Regions from separate parts of the Mus musculus genome. Here region 1 is linked to region 2. A link is a contact called in public promoter capture Hi-C data. All regions are on one chromosome and are shown on one strand. Each heading gives the region's core, a stretch centred on a gene start, on an enhancer-like site or on the middle of the called end of the contact. The rest is flanking DNA. Distances are from core to core; before and after follow the strand shown.

What was found. Promoter capture Hi-C pulls out the DNA fragments that hold promoters and counts their contacts.
Region 1: a contact with region 2 is called in a promoter capture Hi-C map of liver, with 5 times the contacts expected there. The contact joins the promoter of Urb2 here to the promoter of Rnf166 in region 2. A contact is called at or near these places in 2 of 39 promoter capture datasets (embryonic stem cells and liver).

What each region holds. Positions count from the first base shown.
Region 1 is chr8:124,019,537-124,025,350 of GRCm38.p6, forward strand. Urb2 (URB2 ribosome biogenesis 2 homolog (S. cerevisiae)) reads left to right here and starts at 1,961. Exons shown (of 10, transcript NM_001368414.1): 1 at 1,961-1,990; 2 at 3,924-4,062; 3 at 5,520-5,696. The coding sequence starts at 3,937. It overlaps Taf5l (TATA-box binding protein associated factor 5 like), which reads right to left and starts at 1,861. Exons shown (of 5, transcript NM_133966.3): 1 at 1,653-1,861. It overlaps Mir1967 (microRNA 1967), which reads left to right and starts at 3,105; the gene lies at 3,105-3,186.
Region 2 is chr8:122,474,496-122,480,451 of GRCm38.p6, forward strand. Rnf166 (ring finger protein 166) reads right to left here and starts at 1,579. Exons shown (of 6, transcript NM_001033142.3): 1 at 1,368-1,579. The coding sequence starts at 1,522. Ctu2 (cytosolic thiouridylase subunit 2) reads left to right here and starts at 1,648. Exons shown (of 15, transcript NM_153775.2): 1 at 1,648-1,800; 2 at 2,020-2,094; 3 at 2,411-2,489; 4 at 2,682-2,741; 5 at 3,690-3,750; 6 at 4,182-4,291; 7 at 4,398-4,699; 8 at 4,782-4,917; 9 at 5,095-5,226; 10 at 5,648-5,739. The coding sequence starts at 1,733.

The DNA.
Region 1 (5,814 bases), core at 711-3,210, 1.5 Mb after region 2:
CCCACTTCCATTTTCACTTTACTGAGGCTCCCTCACCTTTTAGCAGGCTTTGGCCAAGCCCTCTCCTAAGGAGGCACCCTTACAAATGCTCACCTGGTGTGAACAAACCTTGATGCTCTCTCTGTCTGGCTATCTCTTCCTCAAATGGCTTCCTGGTCTTTGCCCTTCTACTCCCAGAGCCTGGAACACCATCCCAGTCCTACACTACCATTGATACCTAATGTTTACTTAACATTCCGCTGCTGAGTAAGACGCCATCTTAAGTACTTCCCACAGACTATCTGCTTTTACTCTATTAGGCAGGTAAACGCTTCAGGTGGGACGCTGAAGCCTGTAGTTATCAGACAACTTGCCCAAAGTCACGCAGTTCCTGAATGGGAGGGAACGCAGTCTCGTGGACAGTGTCTGAGCCTGCACCCTATGCTCCACTGATCCCATACGGGACTGCAGGGGAGCACTGGGCCAACCGCTCACTGATGCTTATGTCAACGAGAGCCTGCAAGTTAATCAGCTAACATGCTGATTGGCTACGTGGAAGGCTGGAACCGTGACTTCAAGTAGTGTTCAATGAGCAGCGCTGGCGTCACACAAGGTCAAGCTAAAACAAGTCAGAAAAGAAGCAAAGCCCCTTCTTTTGTCCCCAGATGTTGTTCATAGATTGTGACAGAGTAACAAAAAGAATAACCAGTTACTAAGTAGTCAGAAGAGGTTTTTGCCTCTCTTCAGTGACAGAAGTACACACAAATCTCACAGTTGGAAGACTGTCCCAAAACACACGAACCAAATTTATTTATTACTGATGGCAAATACTGAAGGCACAAACTGACATTTTGGGTTTTCTGATTTAATATTCGCTTTATAGTTCATAAAACAAGGCTCTCATATGTGTATGTGTGTGTGTATGCACGTGTATTTAGACCAAGTCTCACTCTGTGGTTTAGACTGGTGCAGAACTCACTTCGTACACCAGGATGGCCAACAATTCGCAGCAATCTTTCTGCCTCAGCCTACAGAGTGTGGGGATTACGGAGTGCGCCACCACTACCAGCAGAGTCTGGGCTTAAATTACCCTCCCATTTTACAGGAGAAGAAACCGAGGCAGCAAGCTCGCCTGCTACACGGCTTGCAACTCTAAGTCTCTGCGGTCACCAACTCCATCCGTGACACTCAGCCCCAGGTTACAGCCAAAAAGTCTGTAACCTGGAGAAAGGCAGACTCCCTTCCTACTTCACTTTCTAATAGGGCGGGTCGGACTGGACGGGACTCCCGGCAGAGCCCCGAGGCTATCCTCCACCTGCCGGTCCCGGCGAAGGGGAAAACTCACCTCTCGACGCCGGAGCCACAGCGCCTGCGAGGTCCGCGGGGCCGCGTCTCCCCGCGGCAGCCGCGAGCCCTCCGTCCGCTGCCCACTTCCGCCGAGCGCCCTCGTGAGCTCGCAGTTGGCTCCGCGCGAGGGCGCCCGGCGGGGCCGCGGGGTCTCCGGGCGCGTGCAGCCGGGGCCGCCACGTGCGGGGTCGCTCGGACCCGCGCGCGCGCGAGCAGGGCCGGGACTGCGCAGGGGCGGGCGCGCGCGCGCGCGCTCTCCCGCCCGAGGCCCCTCCCCCGCGTCCCCTCCCCCCCCCCGCCCTGTCCCGCGCCCCGCCCGCACTCACTGAACATCCCAGGCGGCTCCCGCTGCCCCGCCGCCGCCCCGGCACCGGCTGCTTCCGTATCGGTTGCCCGCCGTAGGACTCCGTACGACGACCGGCTAGCCGGGTCCCCGCGCCCTACGTCCTCCCGCGCTCGCGGTTCTCGGTGGCCGCCCCATGACCGCCTGACGGAGCGGGCACGCCGGGCTAGGCCGCGGACGCGCGACGCCGCCGCGGCCAGGGCGCGCTCGGCGCTCCTCTAGCGATGTCTGCGTGACGCCCCTCCCCGCCCCGAGCCGTTGGCGTCAACGTCTGCCGGAAGCGCCTCCCTCACATGTGGCTCGCCGCCGTGGAGGTCCCAGGTGAGCGGACGGTTGGAGAGTTTGGGTTTCCTCTGCGCCGAGGCGCCAGTTTGGCGGATGCGGACACCAGTCCTAACAGGAGGGAACCGGCTGGAGAGCCGGGATCGGAGGAGCCTCTGCCCGAGGGAGTTCCCGCTATGGAACCCTGCTTGAGGTTCTGAACTGCTTTACCCCGAACTGAAGGAGCTCCACTTGAGAGAACCTTGATCTGAGGGAGACCCACGTTAGAGAGCACCCCGATCTCCTACACGGAGCTCGGACTCGAGGGAGCCCCGATCCAGGTAGTAGGATTTGAAGGTATCATGATAAACTAGAACCACCACCTCCTCCTCCTCCTCCTCCTCCACCACCACCACCACCACCACCACCACCACCACCACCACCACCAAAACCAAACTTTTTATTTGTATGGGTGTTTTATGTACACCCGCAGAGGATAAAAGAGGGGCGTTCCTCTAGAACTGGAGTGGTGGTTGTGAGCCAAGATGTGGGATATTGGGACTCGAACCTGGGTTCTCTGGAACAGCAGTAAGTAATCCTAACCACGGAGTCATCTTTCCAGCCCCCTAGAACATTGATTCTCAACCTTCCTAATCCTGCAACCCTTTGTTCATGTTGTGGTGACACGCCCCCCCCCCCCCCGCCATGAAGTTATTTTGTTGCTATATTATAATTGCAATTTTCCTACTGTTGGAAGCATAATGTGAATAAATACCTGGTTTGCAATCTTGTGGGCGTGTGACCCGCAGGTGGAAAAACCCTGCCCTAAACCCTTCCCGAGGTAGTCAGAGGGCGAGGACAGGAAGGGAGGCCTCTCAGTTCTGAAGGCCTGTAGTAAGCTTTCCAAAGTGCACAGTCTCTTGCCTCAACACAGCAGCGTGGTGAATGTTCTGTCAGGGTTTAAGCTAAGTTGTTTACCATAATGGAAACAAACTTTATGACTTTTAAAAACTCAAAAGGTTTAGCTGGGTTTCATAGCAAGTGTAGGTTGTTAATGTATCCTTTCCTTTGTTACTTGGGATTTTAAAGATTGTATATGGTTTTTGTCTACTGTAGCTGTGTGTGACGAGTTACTGTTACAGTAGAAGTAAGAGCATTTTTATTGAAATTAATGCCTGAATTCTGTTTCTTTCTCTCTTTGCTCCTTTTGTCTGACATTCATGAGGATCCTGGGGAGAAGATGCAGAATTCCCTGGAAATTGACTTACAGATCGTTGTGGGTGCTAGGAACTGGACTCGGGCTCTCTACAGGAGTCACAAGTGTTCTTTACTGCTGAGCCGTTTCCTCAGCCACATCACCTAATTTCTTTTTCACTTCAAGAAGCATTATTTTCTTCAAGTACTGTATTGCTTGCTTTTTTGCTTATTTAATAGTGCTACTCCTGTTACACAACACAGTTTTGAAGCTGTGCTAAACCATCTCTTTCGATCTTAAATCATGAATGGTGACTGTCATCCTGTGAGTGATTTACACACTTTGATTTCTCCTTATTGAATTCCTGTATTCTCTAAGTGTGATCACAGCAGGAGTACTTATAATCTATTGTCTACCTGCTTTTGATGAAAGCCAGTTTCAAATTAACTATATATTTGACACAACATCTTACCATGTATCCTAGGCTGGCCTCTGCTTCCTAATTGTACCCAATAAGGTATATAGGGAGGGGTTGGAGAGGTGGCTCAAAGTTAGGAGTACAGCTGCTCTCAGAGAGGACCTGGGCTCAGTTCCCAGTACCTCCATGGCGCCTAACTCATGACTATCTGTACTCTAGTCTCCAAGACTCTAATGCCCTCTTTGACCTTCTTGGACTCCTGAGTGCATATACTCAGGCACATATACATAAAAAATTTTCTTTTTAAAAGATACTGTCCATTTTCTGGTGTCTGTTCAGTTAGGCCTTATTATAATACTATTTTCCTTTTTTAATTGTAGAAGACGTGTAGCAATGGCTGCTGTTTATTCTGGTATTTCCTTTAAACTTAAAAGCAAGACAACTTCCTGGGAAGATAAACTAAAATTAGCTCACTTTGCTTGGATTTCCCATCAGTGCTTTCTACCAAATAAAGAACAAGTAAGTTTAACGTAGAACTTGTACGTTTTATGATCTAAAATAATTTCATGTACAGCTTGGATATTAACATTTAAAAGATTAGAAGACATGTTGGGGAGAAAACTTGATTTGCAGTCACTGTCAGTGAAGAAGCAGTGGGGCTTTTGGATTGCTAGGCGGGAAGTTGAGAAGTTGGAAAGTGCTAGTCTGAGGGCAAGCTAGAAGCAGGTAGGTACCAGTTATGATGTTCTATTGGGATTTCTTAAGTTGCTGTGGCTAAAAAGTAGGCAGTGCAGCTGTGGTAGGATGACAAGCTCATGGAATAGGGCTGGCCTCCATCCAGTGCTGGTATCAGACTGTATTATAATTGTGAGAGAAGTGACGAGGTGTGGTTTGCAGAACAGTTAGCTTACCTGTCAGTGTCCACACCTACTACGTGTTTGAGTCATCTTGACAGCTAGGCAGTTCCTTGGTCAGCGCTGCACAACATGAAACAAAAGGGTAATCCTGGTAGGCTTGAGCGAGAGCCCAGCTCGTCTGTCACACCTACGGACAGTGCTGCAGAGTAGAAGTGAGCAAGGGCAACTCAGTCCAGTGTTTGTCCAGCACACCTGAGGCCCTGGCTTTCTTATCGTCAGCATCACCACCACCATCTTCACGATCTCACACATATGGCACACACAGAAGACTCATACACACAGCTCTGCGAGCTGAAGCATCACCTTTTCTCAGTGTATTGTGCTTGAGAAAACACTGTTACAGGAATGGAAACTGCATGTGTCCAAAGCCCTTTTCTCCCATAGACACTTGTGCATCCGTTCCCCTTGGCTGTGTTTCCTGAATGAGGGAGACTTAGAAGTTACTTGTCTTGGGAAAATGAGCACACATGTCCGAATGTTCTGATTCTCATTCCTTTTTTTCTTTAATTATCCCTCATTGCCATTTGATTTGCATATATGATTGCTTCTGTGGACATTGTGGATATTTATGTGTTTCTCTTAGAAAAGACCATTGAATAATGTTAATTTTATTGAAACTTTTCTTTGAGGCCAGATGAAGACATCATTGTTTTTCCTTAATAAACATTTCAAGATTTCAAAACATTATTATAATGTTAACACAAGTGAGGATTAAAAAAAATACTTTCACTATACCTGTCATGCTGCCATTGAATTGAGACCTTTTGGCCTCAGCTTCCAAGTAGTGATATTAATAGCGTGTGTAATCATATTCAGCCTATCGGTTTCAGATAGGATCTTGCTGTGTTGCTCAGTCTCATCTTGAACTTGTAGACTGAAGTGCTGCTCCTGCAGTGAGTGCTTCAACCTCAGTGGTAACTGATACTGCAGATACACTTTTAACAGGAAATCGTTTTTGTTTTTCATGCAGTAGAATTTGGTCATGATTGGGTGAAAATCTTTCATGTAAGAACTTCATTTACAGAATATGTTTTCTATAAATGCTTTCTATAAATCCAGGTTTTACTTGATTGGGCAAGGCAGTCATTGGTTGCATTTTATAAGAAAAAGCTTGAACTGCAGGAAGATATTGTTGAAAGGCTCTGGATCTATGTAGATAACATTCTACATAGTAAGAAATTGCAGAACCTCCTTAAGGATGGGAAGACTGTAAATCTCCAGCTCTCCCTTGTCAAGGTAAGTGAGTCACGGTCTCTTCTGTTGACCTGTGCTATGTGCGTCTTGGTTCGTTTCTTGTTACTGCCAAGTTTTAGAAAATTATGTGAATATGTGGGAAATTGCAGGGAAAAGAAGG
Region 2 (5,956 bases), core at 329-2,828:
ACACTTATTTTAAACAAGGGCTACACCCAACAGACACTGCGAATTAAAGGTAGGACTGAACAGCTGGGGAAACGGAACTGGCAAAGAAAGCAGGGCCACCTTCCCAAGGTGACGCTGTCCAGATAAAAGCCTGCAGAGGGAGCAATGGGAACAGGTTTACAGGTTTAAAGGTGCTTTTCAATCCCGTGTTCTACCTTTCTAAGAGGACAACACATACTGATTGGTGAATAGTAGCAAACTGAAGAATGCAGCAGTGGCCTGTGTGCACCGAGTGAAGGGATTGTAAAAAAAAAAAAAAAAAAAAAAAGACAACACTTCACAGAACACACCGTAAAACACCCACTTGTGCGTGCATACAAAAAAATGGGTCCTGATCCAAGGCTTCCTGCTAGAATATCACAGGAGCATTAGGCTGAGCAGGAGCTAGCTGTGCTCTTCCAAGACAACCTAGCAGAGCTCTCCAGAGGGATCCAGTCTTCGGTTCAGCCTGACACAGGGGGCAGGGAAAGTCAAGGCAGCCCTGGATGGAGACAAGGTCTCTGCCACCTCCCTGTATGACTCGCAGGCACACGCCTACCCAAGCGGCTCCAGTTCCCTCTGCATTAGAGCCTCCAAAATCAGCTGCCTCTGTTTGCAAAATGCCTCCCACCAATCTGGGTGCACCTTGTCCTGCCCCAAGCAGAGGGGCTGTCTGCTGACAAGTCCTCCTCCTGCCCGTTCTCTATCGGCTAATCTCAAGAGCTGTACTGTGGGGAGGTCATGGAGCAGACGTTCTATCTTGGCTCCCTCCCAACCAGGCTGGGGTTGTGAAGGCCCTGAGCACCGCTCCCTCCCGCGCAGAGTCACATCCTCAAGTTTCTGCTCCTGAAACACGGGAGGAGGAGCCGCTAGATTGGGGGTGGGGGGTGTCTTGGCTCAGCTGGGCACCTAACGAAGTGCTTGATGTCTGGGTCCCTTTAGGCCCCGCTACCTGGAAGCTTCCTGTTCAGAATAGGCCAAGTCCTTCAAAACAAAACACCAGGCTCCAAACGCGTCCCTCTCCTAACTTTAGGGAAACTCATTTCCTTGACAGTCAACACGAGTAGACATGGGGTGGAACAGAGTGGGTTGCAGAAGCCACAAGTCGTTTATTTACAACGGCCCGCTCACCCGATCTCTGCAAGCCCGGACCCCCGCGCTCGGCGCAGCGGCCGCGTCCACCGCCCTCGAAGCAGCCGGCGGCCGTTGGCAACGCGCGGGGCCGGGGCGGGTGCAGGGCGCGCGCGCGGCCGGCGGGCAGGGGCTGCTTTCCCCACGTCTCCTTTCGGCCGCCAGCCACGACCCCGGCCCGGACCCCCCTCCCGCGGGCTCCCGGCGCGCGCTCTCACGTGTGGCCGCAGCTGCCGATGGCCACTGGCCGATGGTACACCTCCAGGCAGATGGGACAGCTGAACTGCGCCTCCAGGCCGCTGTCGCCGCCCGCGGGCCCAGCCGGCGGCTGCCGCTGCTGCGCCGAGGCCACCAGGCTGCGGAACATCGCCATCCCCGGGGCAGGCCGCCGCCGCCGCCCCCTATCCAGGCCGGCAGACCCGGCGTCACTGCCGCGACGGCGCCGCGCTGGCGTCACCGCCCAGGCCCCACCTCCCCGGGTTGCGTCACGACAGCGCCCGCTCGGCGGTGACGGCATCTCAGCGCGCCGGCATCTCAGCGCGCCGGCTCCTCACGCCACTCCGCAGTCGGGACCCACCCCTCCATGTGTCAGGCCGGTGAGGATTACGCGGGGCCGGCGCGGCGGGAGCCTCCGCCCGTGCCGCGGCCAAGGTAAGAACCTTCTACCACCAGGCCGGGGACAGTCCCCTTCGGTTCCCCACCAACCGGAATTCCGGGACTGCTGTGAGTCGGCGGCTAGAACTAAACCTAGGCCCTGGCGCGTGAGCCTGGCGCTTCCTCCGCCAGCTCGGGCCGGGAAGCGCGACCCTGACTCCCCCAAGCCCGCCATGGTGCGAGAATTCTGCCACATATGTTCTTGTTCTCTCAAAGCCGGGAGCAGAAATGTGTGAAGTGCGCAGAAGGCCTGCCGGTGGTGGTGATACGAGCGGGAGATGCCTTCTGCAGGTGAGATCTGGGCAGCCGTCCCCACCCCACCCCACCCCCACCCCCGCACGCCCCTTTTCCAGGCTTGCTTGTTTTCTTGTAAAGGCGCGGTAACTTGTAAGTGCTTAGCCCTAACCGTAAATAGTGGTGGGAACCACTGGTGACGACCCTTGTCATCTAAACTAGGCACACCCGTCAATTCAACACTTCAGAGTCCATGACAGGAGAATTACCTCCGATCTGAGGCCAGCTTGGGCTGCAGAGATGACCCTGTCAAACAAAATCCCACAGTCTCCTGCGCAGGTGCAGCCAGCCTCCCTTTGCTTCTGTGTTACAGGGTTTGTTTCAAGGCATTCTACGTTCACAAATTCAGAGCCATGCTTGGGAAGAACCGGGTCATCTTTCCTGGGGAGAAGGTACGATGTGTGGTGCCTGGGCGCTCGGCTGTCAGCCCTGCTGTCTTCCGTTTATGTTCGTTTCTTCAGCTGGCCTACTGTCCCTGGACATTGAGGGTAGACTTGGTGTCTGGGGCTGTCCAAGAAGTGGACAAGACATGCTCATATTGCGGATGCATGCCTCCGTGCTGATGCTGCCCTTCCCACCCCCAGGTGCTCCTGTCCTGGTCTGGGGGCCCTTCGTCCAGCTCCATGGTCTGGCAAGTGCTTGAGGTACATCTACACCATCTTCTGGGCGTAAGCTTCTGGATTGAATTAGCAGGGGCCTCCTTCCTCAGCCTATACTATGGAAGTTTTTGGTTAACACTAGACAGTACCCCACCCCACCCCAACTGGGACACCTTTAGGATGTCCCATATATATTCAGCAGGTGTGCAGTCCAGACACATGCCCTACACAGGGTCCCAGGCTACATCCCTATTGAGCTTTATTTGTTAGGACACAGTTTCAAAGATTGGCCAATCATGACAAAGAGCAGAGAGAAGCATTTGCCAAAAACAACGGGAGAAGCAGCATAGGTAGAAGGGAGTGGGGCAGATGGAACGGGACTCAAGCTAAGAGTGTCTGAACCTGCAGAGGTATACAGGGTTTCCTTGAGGGACCCCATGCAGAGCAGGGAACTACATGCTCTCTCACTGTAGGGTACCAGCTAGAGGGGCCAGTGTAGAGGCTGTCTTGGTAGGGGAGGTCTCAGTGGCGGTGCTGCTCCAGTGTGAATGACCTGTGTCGTACTTGAGTGGCTTTTGTGTCACCTGCTGGTCCCCCAGACCTACACATGTGAAGGTGAGAGCTCACTGTGAAGCCGTCAGTGTCTGATACCGCTTCTCATGGGAGACTCCGCCCCTGCTCTCCACGTATTGTCACCTCAGTTCTTACATTTCAAAACACTTTCTGGGGATTCTGGGGAACCCAGCAGATGGTAAAAGCGTTCCCCATGGCTCAGCCGCTGTCTCAGGTTGCTTAGGTGTCAGAGACAGGCTGGGGGTTGGGGAGAGTTCTGAAGTTTCTGATTCAGATAGGACATGCCCTCATGCAGGAGGGAAGACTTGGCCCCACACACCCCTGTGAGGAGGAAGGCCTAGGCAGTTTGGTCCACTGACTGGAGCATACTTCCAGAGAAGTGCTTTTGGCCAGAGCTGAGTCCTGACACTTCCCTTCTAGGGCCTGAGTCAGGATTCTGCGAAACGGCTGCGCTTTGTGCCAGGAGTCATCTATGTTGATGGTATGTGTGGTCACTCCTCTTCCTAGTCCCCAGCCATGCATGAGCCCCACAGGCTTTCCAGGGGACAGACTGGGGACAGAGGTGCCTTCCAATTGTATCGAAGGGCCCATGGTTGAAGAAGGTGAGCTTAGAGCTGTCTTTGGGACAGAAAGACTAGCCAGTTTCTTTAGCTGTGAGGGGAGCCTGTCTGAAAGCACCCCAAAGAAAAGGGGAGCCTGTCTGAAAGCACCCCAAAGAAAAGGGGAGCCTGTCTGAAAGCACCCCAAAGAAAAGGGGAGCCTGTCTGAAAGCACCCCAAAGAAAAGGCCAGTCCTGCTCTTACAGAACAGACCTGGTGGGACTTTTGTATGTGACACTGATGCCCCCCCCCCAGCCTGTCCCATCAGGCTCTTCCTCTGTAAAACCTACATGTGTCCCCCTGGGTTTCACAGAGGGCGCAGCCTGTGGTCAGAGCTTGGAGGACAGACAGAAGACGGTGGCTGAGGTGAAGCGGATCCTGGAGAACACTGGTTTCCCATGGCATGTGGTTGCCTTAGAAGAGGTAGGTGGGTCTGCCCCTGTAAAGGGTCCTGTGGTGGCCTTGGAGGGAGAATACCCATCAGGCTCCATGGACCTTGGACTCAGTGTCCCTTCTTTCATCTTTCAAGGTGTTCAGCTTGCCCCCATCAGTGCTATGCTGCACTTCCCAGGAGTCAGCAGGGACAGAGGAGGCCTACAAGGCTGCCGTGGACCGCTTCCTGCAGCAGCAGCAGCAGCAGCAGCAGCGTGTGCTGGGAGCTGAGGCCGGTGCCAGCCCAGCTCAGGGAGAGGCTCGGCTGCATCCATCCCACGGCCGGGAACCCTCAGGCACGGCCGGGTACCCCACAGCTGCTCAGACAGAGGCCTTGTCTAGGTTGTTCAGCTCCATAAAGACACTGACAGCCAAAGAGGAGCTTCTGCAGACCCTGAGGTGAGCACACTGCCTCAGGCCAGCCCTGCCTGGCTTGTGGGAGGGGCTCCGGCTCCAGCTCCCATGATTCTCCCCATCCCAGGACCCATCTGATTGTGCACATAGCCCGAGTCCATGGCTATTGCAAGGTAATGACAGGGGAGACCTGCACCCGCCTGGCCATCAAGCTTATGACCAACCTGGCCCTGGGGAGAGGCGCCTTCCTCGCCTGGGACACGGTATGCAGGGTCTAGAGGCCAGGCTGTCCTTTGACTCTTTGGCCTCCTCCATTTGAAGGCACCTTTGGGTTATCCTGGGGTCTTCCAAATGGAGAGGCCTGGGACCCAAGCATAGATGGCGGTGGCAGTAGGAGCCCGTACTGCTGGGATTTGCTCCATATGGTGTCTGCTCCCTAGGGCTTCTCAGATGAGCGACACGGGGATGTGGTGTTGGTGAGGCCCATGCGGGACCACACGCTGAAGGAAGTGGCCTTCTACAACCACCTGTTTAGAGTCCCCTCAGTCTTCACACCAGCCATCGATACCAAGGTGGGCCTTCAGAGGAGGATGGCGTGGGCTGGTTGGGGGCAGCCTCTCCACATAGAGTCAGAAATCCCCAGTGTATCATCAGGGCCTCAAATCTTCACCTGACACCTTCAGCCCTTCCTCCCCTAGGGCTGGCCTTGAAGACCTAGCTGGTTCTCTGTGACCTTAGCTCCTGCCACCTGGCTTCTGAAAAGGCCAATAGCAGTGCCCATGTTTCCAAAGCCCCTTCAAGCACAACCTGTGTCCTGGAAGAGCAGACTGCTAAGGAGGTGGCTTGGGAGGAGAGGGTCTGTCTGTCTCTGAGGTGAAAGGGTGGCAAGACGACACTGTATGAGTCCTGTGCTGGTCTCAGTGCTGGTCACCTGAAGCCCATGGTACTTGTCTTACTGAGCCCTTCTGAAGTTCCCCACCTGATTGTCCCTAGGCTCCAGAAAAGGCTAGCATCCACCGGCTGATGGAGGCCTTTATCCTGAGGCTACAGACTCTGTTCCCGTCTACAGTCAGCACCGTGTACAGGTGTGTGCACCTGTGTGCCCTGGGGTGCTGTGTACAGGTGTGTGTGCGCCCTGGGGTGCTGTGTACAGGTGTGTGTGCTCCCTGGGGTGCTGTGTACAGGTGTGTGTGCGCCCTGGGGTGCTGTGTACAGGTGTGTGTGCTCCCCGGGGTGCTGTGTACAGGTGTGTGTGTGCCCTGGGGTGCTGTGTACAGGTGTGTGTGCGCCCTGGGGTGCTGT